Regions from separate parts of the Ovis aries genome. Here region 1 is linked to region 2. The links are chromatin contacts, called in public Hi-C maps. All regions are on one chromosome and are shown on one strand. Each heading gives the region's core, a stretch centred on a gene start, on an enhancer-like site or on the middle of the called end of the contact. The rest is flanking DNA. Distances are from core to core; before and after follow the strand shown. Region 1 overlaps MACROD2 (mono-ADP ribosylhydrolase 2). Region 2 has its middle 42 kb from the start of NDUFAF5.

What was found. A called contact is a pair of places that touch in the nucleus more often than the background predicts.
Region 1: a contact with region 2 is called in a Hi-C map of hypothalamus, with 3 times the contacts expected there. The contact joins two enhancer-like sites. A contact is called at or near these places in 4 of 16 Hi-C or Micro-C datasets (hypothalamus, skin fibroblasts and tail adipose tissue).

What each region holds. Positions count from the first base shown.
Region 1 is chr13:7,429,445-7,432,282 of ARS-UI_Ramb_v3.0, reverse strand. All of the region lies in intron 2 of MACROD2 (mono-ADP ribosylhydrolase 2), which reads right to left. Among named protein-coding and RNA genes, the nearest start is that of MACROD2, 51 kb to the right of the region's middle. Within about 2 kb of position 1,467, at least 4 of the 54 cell types and tissues checked have an H3K27ac peak or open chromatin away from gene starts, as enhancers often do. A contact at or near this core is called in hypothalamus, where this site is marked.
Region 2 is chr13:7,242,241-7,244,940 of ARS-UI_Ramb_v3.0, reverse strand. No RefSeq gene overlaps it. Among named protein-coding and RNA genes, the nearest start is that of NDUFAF5, 42 kb to the right of the region's middle. Within about 2 kb of position 1,315, at least 18 of the 54 cell types and tissues checked have an H3K27ac peak or open chromatin away from gene starts, as enhancers often do. A contact at or near this core is called in hypothalamus, where this site is marked.

The DNA.
Region 1 (2,838 bases), core at 218-2,717, 190 kb before region 2:
ATCACCGACTCAATGGACATGAGTTTGGGTAGACTCCAGGAGTTGGTGATGGACAGGGAGGCCTGGCGGGCTGCCATCCATGGGGTTGCAAAGAGTCAGACACGACTGAGCGAATGAACTGAACTGAGCCAATTATTCAATCATTTGTTCACACAGACATACAACAAATATGTTATCTAAATGAGGGTCTTGTATGTACTGAACTTTGTGCTAAATACGAAAGACAGAAACATGCACAAGCCAAACATGATTCCTGGCCTCTGGATGTTACAGAGCATGGACAACCAAACAGGCAGTTTTAATATAATGAGATGCTTTGTATCAGGAGAAATCAGAGGTGGTAACAAAGAATTTTGACTCCCTAGCCTAGTCAGTGAGGATGGAGAGAAGAAAGTGGACAGAGAATGGCCACATGCTCAATGCTTACTCTGTGCTGTATCGAGTGCCACAAAAAGACCTTCTCCTTCACTTCTCAAAAGAACTCTAGTGTTAAGCGTTCATAACCAAATTTTTTGGCTCCAAAGCTCCAATCGTTCCCTAATGCCATTAAATAAGTCTAACTGGTTATGAAACACACACACACACACACACACACACACACACACACACACACACACACACACACACACACACACACACACACACACACACACACACACACACACACACACACACACACACACACACACACACACACACACACACACACACACACACACACACACACACACCGCCCACCCCTCTACTGAGGCGAGATAAAAGATAGGAAACAACCAGGGCTGAGGTACAGATCCAGCGGAGTCAGAGATGGAAGAGACTCTTCAGGTTAATTCATGCATTTTGGGAAGCGATCAGTAGAGGGCAGCATTGCAAAGCCTATGAATAACCTTTAAGTTAATAGAAAAAAAGTGAGGTAAAACTATAAAAGCTCTTCTTTTTTAAGTACTAAAATGAAGTAAAGAAAATAAATGCAGAGTTTTCTTCTTACTCAAAAACTTGGGGAAAATATTTCTTTGGAGTCTCACAAAACAGATTACTGTAATGTTACTGAAAGATGAATAAGCCTATAAATATAAAAACTCATTTTCTAAATTATCTTTGTTTTAGCAGCTTTTCAGTTTGAAAATAATCACATATCTTTATATTCCTGACTTATTCCAGCAAATTTACATTAATAAAATTAATTGATCAAGCATATAACTATGCTCACATAGGCAGCCTATAATTAGATCATTCAGTCAGGAACTTAAGCTTTGAGAAAGTGTTTTTAGCAAATGGCAGAAGAAAAAAAAGTTCTTCCAAAAGGAATCACTATCTGTGCTCCCTCACCTCCCAGTCACTCCACGATCCAGAGTTTTCTGGGTTCTGGCCCCACGAATTAGTCAGTGGCTGCTCAGTACCAAATCTGAAGGACTCTCTGCGTTCTTTGCTTGTGTACCTCTCCGTGGCAAGTGACACAACTGAATGAGTTTCTTCAGTGAAACTGATTCCCTGCCTCTAGCATAGCCAAGCCACCAGCCTCTTCGACCGTGAACAGTACTCTGTTGTTCCTCTCACTGCTCATTGTTTAAAGTTCACAGTTCCTTGGGGTTCCATCCTCAGCCCTCTTTCTCCTCTCTCACTGGAACTTTTTTCCTTGGAGAATCTTCATTCCACTTCCGAAAACTTCATTCCTTGGCCCAGTTCAGACAACTGTAAACTAGCTGTCTCTACTTGGAGATTCCACAAGCCAACACATCATCACTTTTCACCAAACGCATGATTCTTCCCATACCCTTTAGCCCTTAGTGGGTCTCTTATTGTCTCTCAAGACAGAAACTCTACTTTCCAAATAACTTATCTCTGTCATCACTGTAACCACCTTGGTTTTGATCAGAAATTACTATGTGAAGGGTGTTTTGACAGCACAATGTGGATTCCCTGGGGCGGGGGTGGATGGTGGGAGGAACACAATGCTTTTCCTTTCACTGCAGAACCTGCCCTTCCTTAAGCCTTACACGCTGATACTTCTGTATTCCTCTTATCTGTCTGATCCCTTAAGGAATTTGAGTTTTGGGGTTCAGTTATTTGGACTTACGAAACACTACTTAAGACTGTCTACCTGGGATTCAAGTCCCACATTTTACCTCTCTCCAATTCAGCCTTCACACTGACACTGGGTTGTTTCCTACAAAATGCAAAGTGCAAAATTAACCACTTCAGGGACTCCTACTCTCATTATCTACAGGTTAAGGGACCACATGTGACAAGAAAACGGATAGACACTGGCTTGCAGCCTCCACAACTCAGCTTTCTAGTTTGAGATACTGTTATAGCAAATGAGGAGGAAAGGAGAGGAGAGAGCCAGCTTAAAACTAAATATTAAAAAATAAAATAAAATCATGGCATCTGGCCCCATAACTTCATGGCAAATAGAAGTGGAAAAGGTAGAAGTACTGACAGACTTCCTCTTCTTGGGCTCTGAAATCACTGTGGATGGTGACTGTAACCATGAAATCAGAAGACGAATGCTTCTTGGCAGGAAAGCTATGACAAACCTAGGCAGTGTGTTGAAAAGCGACAAAGGTCCACATAGTTAAGGCTATGGTCTTTCCAGTGGTCATGTATGGTTGTGAGAGCTGGACTGTAAAGAAAGCAGGATGCCTTCGAACTGTGGAAGACTCCTGAAAGTGGGGATAGCAAGGAGATGGAACAAGTCAATCTTAAGGGAAATCAACCCTGAATACTCATTGGAAGGACTGATGCTGAAACTCATCTGAAATTGGATGAAACTCCAGTATTTTGGTCACCTGTTACAAACAGCCAACTCACTGGAAAAGACCCTAATGCTGGGAAAGA
Region 2 (2,700 bases), core at 66-2,565:
TAAATGACAACTTTTAATATTCTCTAAAAGCTCATGGGAGATTTGTTGGAACACGGGGACAGTTGAGGTAATAACAATCAGTGTGGTTTCAGTACCCAGAGGTAGTTCTCCAGCCAAAATGCTGGATGTTTAAGCAGGAAAAGATTGTACTTGCCTACTTGAAAGCCCAAACTAGGGACAGGAAGAGAGTTAATTGCTAATGTTGATCATAATCAGAAAGGAGAGAGCAATGGATTTGGAACCAAACACCCTGTGTTTGAGGTCCAGCTTTGGCCGTTAGTAGCTCTGTGACTTTGGGTATAGTTTCTCCAAACCTCAATCTTTCCTCCATCAAATGGGATTAACTCCTACCTGACTGGAGATTTGTGAGATTTCAGTAAGCCTAACTTCACAGATGCTTTGTAAACATTGTATATCCACATGCCAGCCATAGCCTCTCCTTGGCCATTAACTATCCAGGCCTGTCTGAGGTCCAAGTATTTAGGATTTCCCGCACACATTCCTTGACTTACTAGAGAGTTCCATTTCCAAAGGAACAATAAAAGCCTAATTTAAAAGCCAAATGTGAACGGAAGGAGCAGGCAATATCCAAAGCTCAGGTCAGGGGCTAATGCATAGGCTGGCCGTGCAGTTCCATCTCACAGGTGTCTGGAATGCGAGCACATCAGAGATGGGATAAATGCAAAGAGGGGAGTGTAGAGTCGGTGAGTCCTGGCTCCAAGACCGGCTGAAGAATGAACTCCTTCGAGGTGGAGCTTGTGAAAATCGCTGCAGATGGGGCAGAAAGGAGGACGACTTGGCGGTGAGCTGTGTCGAGTGAACACTGCCTGAACCCTAGGAGCGGGACCAGGGTGAGCTCATCACGTCCCTGTTTCAGCTCATTGCTCCAAGTGAACACGAGCCAAAGGCTCTGAGAGCAAGCGTGGTTGAGGGTGTTTGAATCATTCAAACGTCTGTTTCTGGGCTTCTCCTCCAGAGCCGGGGCTGTAGCAGCTCCCTCACCCACACCTGGGCGGCCACGTGGTGACTGACCACCGAGCTCCACACAGGGCCTTCCCGCACGTGTCTGTCAGAGGACTTTTGGTAGCAAGAAAAGATGCTGTGTCAGCTTCCCTGTGGCTTGTGGCCAGTCCAGCTGCACGTGAGCCCTGTGAGGGCAAGGGATCGGCCTTCTCCTCCCTGAGTACCCAGGGCTCCACATACAGAAGGTCCTCAGACAGCACTGGGTGACCAACTTGTCCACAGCCCCCTTCCTCACCCCCAGCCCGGGCCAGCTCACCCCCTTCTCTCAGCACAAGCCTGGCACGAAGTGCACAGTGACTCATGGTTTTATATCCAGCACTGCAGCTGGTCCTTCAGAGTTCCCAGCTACAACACAAGGGAGGTTACAATGGAGTTTATCTGTGATTCATAGTTTTCTTGCCTTAGGAAAGCTGATGCTCTATAACTTTTAAAACTCCCAAGGCTGAATTAAACGAAAATCTCTGAGGGTGGGAGCCAGGCAGCAGAGCCTAGGTCGAGGTCTACTGTAACCCACAACATGGAAGTATGCTCTAAACAGATTCAGTGTAAGGTGCTGACTCTGGGTTTCACTAAAGACTCGGTGCTTGGATGGAGAGCTGTGCTGCGGACATTCACAAATGCACCTCCAGCCGGGTGGGTGCGATGGCTGGGTCTTGGCTCTGCTGGGGTTGTGTGAATGACCAGCCCTGCCTCAGGTTGCTGGACAAGATTCGGGAACATCTTTGTTCCAGGCCTGTCTCTCCAGGGCCAGCTAGTGACCTCAGGCAAATGAGTCTCTCTGTGGGACTCAGTTTCCTCGATTGCAAACCAAGAAGACTTCTCTAATGTCTTACAGCGCCAAAGTTTTATAATTCCAATCCAGACTCTCAGTATAACATTAAGATCTATACCAGAAAACGTCTTAAAATCTTTCCATATGTGGCAAGAATAATTTTTTAGGCTGTGAGATTACTTTAATTCTTAGCTTTCTTTTTTTCCCCTGCCACCTAATTAATTTCATTCAGCAATTGTGCCTGTGATTTGATATGGAAACATTATTTTGTGGTGTGTGCTTATGTGAAATGATTTATCCTAATTTGTGTTTTATTAATCAGAAAATAATTTCTAGGTGAAGATAAAGTGCTTCTGAAAAAAGGAATATTCAATCTTCACCTAATAGAATATTTGAGCAAATCTCTTATATTTCAGGTTTGGATTTTGCCATAGACGCAAAACAGCTGTCTGAGGTCCTATGACATTTTTCTTTAAAAAAGGAATAATGACTTTAAGCAGTATCTGTTTATTAATCAGTCTTTTTGTATGAGCAAGAGGAAATTTTATGTAAGACAAATGGTAAGCTATTCAACATCATAATAGCTATCAATAATTTGTTCTTGAAAGCTTCTCTAAAATTCATTCTGTCTGGGATAATAATAGCCAACATATCATGCTTATAATGTGCCAGGGACTGTTCTAACTGAATGTATTATTAACTCATTAGATCTTTACAACTACCTTTTCTGAAGGGTAATGTATCATCTTCCCTCTTTTCCAGAAGAGGAAACTGGGGTCAAGTAACTTGTCCAAGGCCACACAGCCAGAACAACCAGATCCAGAGTCTGTGCTTTTAATCTCGGCACTGGACTGCCTTGAGAAAGTTCATAAACAACTCTTGCCAGTGACTGCATTCTCATAGCT